Regions from separate parts of the Rattus norvegicus genome. Here region 2 is linked to region 1. Evidence: chromatin contacts called from public Hi-C data. All regions are on one chromosome and are shown on one strand. Each heading gives the region's core, a stretch centred on a gene start, on an enhancer-like site or on the middle of the called end of the contact. The rest is flanking DNA. Distances are from core to core; before and after follow the strand shown. Region 1 has its middle 150 kb from the start of Hapstr1. Region 2 overlaps LOC103693272 (a long non-coding RNA gene).

Region 1 (4,665 bases), core at 846-3,345:
CACATATACACACACAACACACACACATACACACACACAACACACATATATACACACACAACACACACATACACACACACAACACACACATATACACATACATAGACACATACACACACATATACATACACATATATACATACATATACACACACAACACACATACACACATATACACACATATACACACACAACACACACATACACACACATATACACACACAACACACACATACACACACATATACACACATATACACACACAACACACACATACACACACATATACACACACATACACACAACACACACATACACACACATTTACACACACATACATATACACACACAACACACATACACACATATACACACATATACACACACAACACACACATACACACACATATACACACACAACACACACATACACACACATATACACACATATACACACACAACACACACATACACACACATATACACACACATACACACAACACACACATACACACACATTTACACACACATACACACATACACACACATATACACACACATACACACACAACACACACACATACACACACAACACACACATACACACACATATACACACACATACACACACACAACACACACATACACACATACACACACAACACACACATACACACATACACACACACAACACACACATACACACACATACACACACATACACACAAACATACACAAAGACAATGCACATACATGGAGTAAAATATTGTCACAGTTACCACTGCTTACTCAATGGCCATTCAACCCTAATAACTTCATTGAAGAGATCCAAGAAACTCCATCAATGCTTCCCCCCAGCAAACATTCCTAATTGTTTTCAGAGCTAGGATTTAGTTCTCATCTAATGTGGATTCATTCACAAACAATAAAGTAAATCGGAAACAGGGGACTCTGCTCAGGGAAGACTGAAGCACACACATGGCATGCACAGGCATGCACATTACATGTGTGCATTATACATATAAGTTCACAGAGGTACATATGCATAAATAAGTGGCACTTGCATCCATACGCCCACGCACACACATGCACATTGTTACATACAAACACACAGGAACACAGAAAGGCACAAATACAGAGACACAAAGACACACAGGGCACATTTGGTCATGTATACACACAGAGACAGAAGCACGCAGACATGTACAGAGACCTATAGAAACACCGGGACACAGAGACACATAGGAACACATACAGGCATATGCACAGAACCAGCAAGAACAGCCCAAGCTGTACCATTTGCTTATTAACCAATAAGTAAATTTTCCTTGTAAACAAGTTGTTTTCTCTGCAGACAAATAATTCCCCTGTGCCTCTGTCTTCTCCTGGCAAATGGGGAAAATTAAACTATAGTCTGCACGAAGCTGTTACCCCGTTTATGCACAAATACTAAGTGCTTGGCAAATGTTCGGTGATATTAAAACATGCGTGTGGGGCCAGCAAGATGACTCGGTAGGCAAAGCATGTGCTGCGGTCTCCAAACACTTCAGTTCAGTCCCCAGAACCCCACCTGTAAAGGTGGAAAGAGAAAACTAACTCCAAGCTCTCCTTGAGCCACCACACACATGCCATGACACACATGTGCCCACTCTCTCACATGCTAATGCACATGCACACATACATACACTCACCAAATAATAATAATATAATAATAATAATAATAATAATAATAATAAAAGTTTTAAAGCTACATAAATATTTTTAAATATAAAGGTACACACAGACACACAAGGACACAAAAAGTCATGTACTCAGGCATGGAGAAACATAAACACACAAGGATACACAGAATCAAATGCAAACATACACACAGAGAGACATACAGACACACAGACACACCGACACACACAGGCACCCGTGCTCATTGTAGGAGCTGCTGAGGACAGAAGAGCCAGGCATGTGCTCCCTGGGGCAAGGACTGCACACGTCACACGCATGGATCCTATTCACTGTGGCTGAGATTCCCTAGATCAAACGATAACTGTGTTCTCCACACCACCTCCTCCCACCTTCAGTGCTGACACTGGCTTCTCCGTCACCATGGAAACAGTGCAGTCCCAGCACTTGCTGTTCAAGAATGCCACAGTGACGTGGATACTTTCCACACGGGTGACCCTACTTTTGCAAGGTTTGGAAGGACTCCTGAGGTACAGAATTTGTGGTGATGTCACTTCCTGGATGTACTTCTAGATTCCTGGCTTCTAACACCTCCAGGCCTGCCTATGAGGAAGGGAAACAATGCCCAAGGGAGTCTGTACAGCAATGCTTCATTTTGCTCCCTCTACACACAGAGCTCAGCTTCCCCTCCTGCTCTGAGCAGATACAGCAGTTCACACTATGTAACAATACTCACAAATAAAGTCCTCGTTGATAACATGATGTTTGTGGATGAGCTTTGAGGCCTAGAGAAGTTCCCACAACAGAGCCAAGGTGTCTGTCCTCTGTCTGTGTGTTTGTGTCTGTCTGTGTTTGTCTGTGTGCATGTTTCTCTGTACATGTGCTCCTGTGTGCATGTATGTATGTGTGAATATATACACAGAGGTCAAAAGATGACATCAGATCTGGCTTAGTCACTCTCCACCTTATTTTTTGGAACAATCTCGCATTGAACCTGGCACTCACCAACTGGGCTAGATGGGTTGACCAGCAGGCCTCCCAAGATCCTCCTGTCTCTGCCTCCAAGTCTGGCTTCTCCCATAGGTGCCAGTGATCCAAACTCAGCTCCTCGTGTTTGCACAGCCAATGTTTTACAGACTGAGCCATTTCCTCAACCCAAGAGCTGGGATTTGAACCCAAGTCTGACCTAAAGGCCCAAGACGTAGCTCAGTGGTACAGTGTTCACTAAGACTTTCTAGTGCAGACACTCCCACACTATGACTCATTTCCTGTGACTGGGCAGGTGATGTTCAGACTATGACACAGGCCCCTTAACCCTCTCTCCGCCCTTCCTTCCCATCTCCCCCTTCATACTTTCCAAGTTACCTGTGTCTCATGGCGTCTTCCTTTGCTGAAGTAACAAGTCTCCACAAACCACAAGCATCAACAACAGAGATGTCTCCTTATGCTTCCAAAGACCAGGGGTGGAGGCACCGGGATTGGCTATGCCAAGGCTTTAGGGAAGAGTCCGTTCTGTGCCTCTGTCCTGACTCCTGGTAGTTTCTGACTGTCTTTGCTGCTCCTTGACTTGTCAAACAAGTACACTGCCTTCTCCTGCTCTACACGTTGCTCTTGTGTGCATGGGTCTCTGTCCAAACTTTGTTTTATGTAAAGAGGCTACATGAGGGCTGGGGGGAGTGCTAGTCTATTCCAGAGGCTCTGAGGAAGAACCAAGCTCCTACTCTAACCACCGTAACAGGAAAGGCGGCACCTACAGGGTAGTATTGCTGCCTCTCCCAGAAGCTATCAGACCACTGACATAACAGACCCACAAAGAACTAAATTTTCCCAGGAATTATACAGGAGAGAAGGCTGAAGATCTAGTGTCAGCCAGGGAAGGACCTTTTCTCCCAGGGAGAGATTTCACATGGTCCTGGCAACTTGTCAGACCACCTTGCAAGAGGATAGGTGAGCGTCAAGACCTGAGTGGTCGGTGCCCAGAGAAGATGAGTAGTGTGTGACCAAGACTCTTTAGAGAGACTGTTCTATAAATCATGAGAGCTCCGGCTTACTCCATGGCTTAAGCCATCAGAGGTTTCAAACTTTAAATAGACTATTAGGGGATCATAGAAGCGTCAAAGCCAGGGCCTGGTTGAAGGAAGTAGACCACTGGGTTTGCCTTTGTCCTTGTGGTTTCTATCTTGCCATGGTACCCTGTGATATCCTTCTCTGCTTCCTCCCACCACACAGTGCGGCATTCTCTCTCAGCTTCAGTCTGCCATGCTGTGAGCAGCTCCAACCTCAGCTTACTGTATACCACACAGTTTTCCCCTGACACATGCTAACACTACCATGATGCTTTGCATACGTGTATGAGTCCAAGTGACCATAGACTGAACCCTCTGACACCATAAACCAAAGTAAATCTTTCTTCCCTCCATTTACTTTCTTAAGTACTTTTGTCTTGGGGGAGGGGGCAGGGGACACCTACGCTGTATGTGGTCAGAGCCTAAAGGTGTCACACAACTCACTAAGTGCCAAGGTTCTTGACAACTGCCAAAGGCTTTCTTGCCATTAGAGTCCCAGGAGTGCTCTCTTGGGGACGCCTTCTGGGAAAAGGCCCAAGGATTCCTGGCATCGGAAAGAAATCCCTAAGAGCTGCCCAGGCTGAAGAATGTCAAGATCAGCAGTTTTCAACCTGTGGGTCACAACCCCTTTGAGGGTCAAATGACCCTTTCCAGAGGTCACTTAAGACCATCAGAAAACACAGATATTTTGTTATAGTAAATATTATTTGGGGTTTTTAACCCCACTTAGGTCCTATAGTTCCCCCATAAAAGACACAAAGCCTTTATAGTTATGTGATGGTTTGCATATGTTTGGCCCAGAGAGAGGCTCGATTAGAAGGTGTGGCCTTGTTGGAGGAAGTGTGTCACTGTGGGGATGGGCTTGGAGACCCTCCTCCTAGCTACCTGAGGATGCTCAGTCTGTTCCTGGCTTCCTTTGGGT
Region 2 (4,665 bases), core at 809-3,308, 100 kb after region 1:
AAGTCGAAGATGCCCAAGGCTCACTGGGGAAGTTGCTCAACTCCAGGAGTTTGGGGTCAGCCTGAGCAACAGAAAAAGAGCATGTCTCTTACAGTAAAAATTACAGTAAAGGCTGGGCATGGTGGCTCGCACCTGTAATCTCCTGACACAGGGAAGGAGGATTCCTGTGAGTTCAAGGCCAATCTTGGCAACACAGTGAGATCCTGTCTCTCATAATAAAAACAACGTTGTTATCTGAAAGAAAACATGACTAAGTCATTGAACAGGCTTTCCCTCCAGTCCCATGAGGTAATCAGTTCACTTTCTGCCTCTTTCCACACTATTCTGATGTTTGCTTGGGGCTGGTTGTTGTTGTTGTGTTTTGTTGAGGGTTTTTTGGGATTTTGCTTTTGTTTTATTGTTGTCATTGGTGGTGTTGGTGGTGGTGGTCTGGTTTGGGGGTTTTTTTTTTTGAAGTTTTTTGCAGCTAGGAGGAGTGCACTTAGGACCTCGGACATATTGGTCAAGAACTGTCATGCCACCCAAGTACCTGTCACTGAAATACATCCTCCCCAGCACGTTTGTGTTTAAGCCAGGGTCTTGCTATATCTCAAGACTGAGGGGTCACATGCGTCCCACCACACCCCTTCAAGCTATCCTTTATGTGCACAGTAAATCCACAGGTCAAGTGTAGCGGCACATGCCTGTAATGTCAGTATTTGGGAGTCGGAACTATGAGATCAAGAGTTCAAAGTCACCCTGTGCTACATAAGAGAGACAGAGTCACACATAGGCACAGAGAGAGAGAGAGAGAGAGAGAGAGAGAGAGAGAGAGAGAGAGAGAACATGAATGAACAGGTATAATTCAACAATCTTCCTGAGTTACTTTGTTTTTGTTTTTTGGGGGGATTTTTGTTTTGTTTTGTTTTTGGAAACTGGGTCTCAGTACATGTCCCTGGCTAGCCTAGAACTTACTTTGTAGATCAGGCTGGCCTTGAACTCATTGAGTTCTGCCTGCCTTTGCTTTTTTTTTTTTTTTTTTTTTTTTTTTTGGTTCTTTTTTTCGGAGCTGGGGACCGAACCCAGGGCCTTGCGCTTCCTAGGCAAGCGCTCTACCACTGAGCTAAATCCCCAACCCCGCCTGCCTCTGCTCTTAAGTGCTGGGACTAAAGGTGCTTACCACCATGCTCGGCATTGATTTTTTTTTTTTCAATTAACAATACATGGGGGGGGTGCTTTATTTGGGGGGGTTGCAAGGGCAGAAGGCAGATAGGAGGGGACAGGGAGATGTACATGGTGTGAAACTCAGGACGAATCAGTGAAAAGTTTTTTAAAAATAAAAGCATTGAATTGGGAGCTTGTTTACAGTTTCAGTGAGTCCACGGTCATCGAGGAGGGGAGCGTGACAGCAGGCAGGCGTGGGCGCTGGAGATGGAGCTGAGAGTTTACTTCTGGTCTGCAGCTGTAAGCAAAGAGAAACACTGGGTCTCACCTGGCCTTTTGAAAACTCAAGACCCACCCCCAGTGACATATTCCCCCAATAAGGTCATACTTCCTAGTCCTTCTTAAACAATTCCCCCAACCAGAAACCAAGCATTCAAATAGATGACCTATGGGTACCGCCCTGGTTCATTCCTCCAGTTTCCTAGCCCAGTTCTTACTTTTTGTAAATGTTTGTTTGTTTGTTTGTTTGTTTGTTTGTTTGTTTGTTTGTTTGGGGGTGGCGGGTGCATGACTGCAGAGTACAGCTCTGAGCCAGTTCTCCCCTCTACCTGTGAATCCCAGGGACTGGGTTTGGTGGCAGATCCCTTTACCCAGTGAGTCATCTCATCTTCTCTTGCTTTTCTGTAAGGAAAAAACAAAACAAAACAAAACAAAACAAAACAAAAACAGTGTTCTTTTTCCCCTCTAGCTAATCCTTCTGTGGACGTACACACACAATGCAAACGGAGTGTTGCATAGAACACACTGAGGCCCAGGGTGACAGCTTCCTACAGCTCAGTCTACACTTTCATTTTCTTCTGTTTGCTGAGGCAGGATCACACTACTCAGTTGCTGGTTGCCGGGTAGCTCCAAGCAGCTCTTCCTCTTACCTTCCTCTGCAGAAAAGAACTCCGTCTGAACAGGCAGAAAAGACACATAGAGGTCATCTCCCATCTCCTGCCAAGAAACAACACCGGCAGCTTCTTAGGTACCCGACACCCAGAGGAACGTGAGGCCCTGGCGCCCCCTGCTGGTTGCATTCAGAATGGCTGAGAAACCGATGCAGCAGGAATGTGAGAATTTCAAGGTCTTGGTGCCTGACTACTGGTTCTGCTTGCATCCTATTCTAAGAATCATATTCCCAGGAAGGCACTTAGCTTTTCCAAAACCATCCGGGGAAGTGGCTTCACGGTACAATTGGGTAGTCTAACATATACAAGGTCCTGGGTGTAACCAACAGCACTGCACACCTTTAAGCCCAGCAGAGGCAGGCGATCTCTGTGAATTCAAGGCCAGCAAAGGTGGGGGCATTCCTCTAATGGAACAAGTTTGCACATCTAAGCTCTAGGCTAGCCGTGGCTGCAGAGAAAGACCCAGTTTCAAATAAAAACAACACAAGCCCTACTTTTCGTTTTCACACATTCCCACAAGTGCCCCCACTAACAGCTAGCTGTTGAGTATCTCAGTCACTCACTACTCTTAGAGGAAAAAAAAAAGCCAAGGGATGGTGGTACATGCTTTTCATTCCAGCACTTGGGAGACAGGCAGGCAGGTCTCTGAGTTCGAGGACAGCCCTAGGACTACACAGAGAAACCCTGTCTTGAAAAATCAAGCAAACATCCTGAGGTCCTTCTGTTTCTTTATTGGCGCACATGGCACAGCGCGCACGTGGAGTCGGAAGACAACTTCCGGGATCCCGTCGTCTCTTCACGCTTCAGCTCCAGAGCAACTGTGGAAGCTGCCTGGCTCTTCAGGCCCCGCCTATGGTAAACAGACGTTGCGCCGGTGGCATTTACTTTAAGGATTTTAATAAAAGGGGTATCTGACAGTGGAGTTCCTTCCAATATCCTCAAAGCAGAAGGCTCGGGGCATTTCCTCAACAAACAACACAGAAAACAGCGTGAGGCTCAACTGTTGATAACGCCACCTGGAAAAAGAGCATTTCAGAGAGCGCTAGTGACGTCACCAAATAAGGAGTCGAGACCCTGTCCACGGGAAGAGCTTCATTGGCCAGTGCTGACCACAGTGTACATGCTGGGCCAGCAAGATGGCTCGTGGAGCAAAGGCACTTGCCCCCAGCCTGACAACCTGAGTTAGATCTCCACCACATGGTGGGAAGGGGGGAACCAACACCACTCCGTGTCCTTGGACTGCGGCCAGCAAGGGTGAGTACACATGCAGCACACAGTGGGGATTTTGAATGAGTGTGGCCCTACACGCCAGTAACCCTAGCACTCAGTAGGCAAAATCAGGGGAATTACCCCAAATTCAAGGCCATCCTGAGCAATAGGGCACTTTCTAGCCCAGGGTTAGTCATGGCAAGATTTTAAATAAATAGTATAGCACATCTAAACAGTCTAAATAAGTTGAGTTGTGTAATTTGAGTGAATTCTATGATACGTGCATATGTGCAACTTTTTCAAAGAGGACTTTTATTTTAAACATCTCGGGGAGGCACATCCTGTTTTATAGAACAGGCTCAGGATCAGGATCAGAGGTAAAGCCCTTGATAGAGGCCACACAGTGGCCTATTATGGATTCAAAGTCAGGTGCAGACACTCACATGAGGCCCCTGTCTGTCCTGCCATTCTGCCTCCTTTCACACCAACTCTGACCCCCTCCGAAGTGAGAGGCCTTACACTGGGAACCTTCAGAGGGAGCACAGTGAACAGAGGGGCTTGTGTGCACCTCCAGGAGACCCCGATGGCTCAAACGGAAGGCAGAAGAAGACAGGGGTTAAAACAGCTGGCCTTAAAGAGCACAGATTACTTCTTTTATTGTTGTTTGTTTGTTTTATTTTGGTTTTCAAGACGGGGTTTCTCTGTGTAGCCCTGACTGTCCTAAAACCAGCTCTGTAGACCAGACTGCCCTCAGACTCAGAGATCCTCCTGCCTCTGCCTCCCAAGCACTGGGAATAAAAGTGTGTGCCACCACCGACCCAGCTAGCTAGTTGGTTTTGAGACTAGGTCTCGTGTAACCCAAGCTGGCCTCACACCATATTTTGTCATTGCAAATGTCCTTGAACTTCTCTTACACACACACACACACACACACACACACACACACACCACCCCAGTCCTATCCCTATGCTGATCACCTGTCTGTGCAGTGTGAGGAATGAAGCCAGGGAGTCATTTGTGGGAGGCCATCATTCTATCCACTTGAGCTCCATCCCCAGCACAACACACACACACACATTAGAAATTTGTCCTGTTTTCTCCGACTCTTGTAGCTTTTGTTTACTCCGATTTACAAGAGTCCACCAGAGAAGCCAAGATAGGTAAGACATTAATTTTCTTCTTTTATACGCTAACGGCTTTGAATTTTTTTTTTTTTTTTTTTTTGGTTCTTTTTTTCAAGCTGGGGACTGAACCCAGGGCCTTGCGCTTCCTAGGCAAGCGCTCTACCACTGAGCTAAATCCCCAAACCCAGGGCTTTGAATTTGACTGTGACTGGTCACTGGTCTCGGCTCCCTCAGACCCC

What was found. A called contact is a pair of places that touch in the nucleus more often than the background predicts.
Region 2: a Hi-C map of Schwann cells shows a contact between it and region 1, with 5 times the contacts expected there. The contact joins two enhancer-like sites. A contact is called at or near these places in 3 of 12 Hi-C or Micro-C datasets (Schwann cells, frontal cortex and liver).

Annotation. Positions count from the first base shown.
Region 1 is chr10:7,126,051-7,130,715 of GRCr8, forward strand. No RefSeq gene overlaps it. Among named protein-coding and RNA genes, the nearest start is that of Hapstr1, 150 kb to the right of the region's middle. Within about 2 kb of position 2,096, at least 21 of the 93 cell types and tissues checked have an H3K27ac peak or open chromatin away from gene starts, as enhancers often do.
Region 2 is chr10:7,225,888-7,230,552 of GRCr8, forward strand. It overlaps LOC103693272 (a long non-coding RNA gene), which reads right to left. Exons shown (of 4, transcript XR_005490004.2): 2 at 2,073-4,665; 3 at 1,752-1,824; 4 at 1-1,441. Among named protein-coding and RNA genes, the nearest start is that of Hapstr1, 53 kb to the right of the region's middle. Within about 2 kb of position 2,059, at least 6 of the 93 cell types and tissues checked have an H3K27ac peak or open chromatin away from gene starts, as enhancers often do.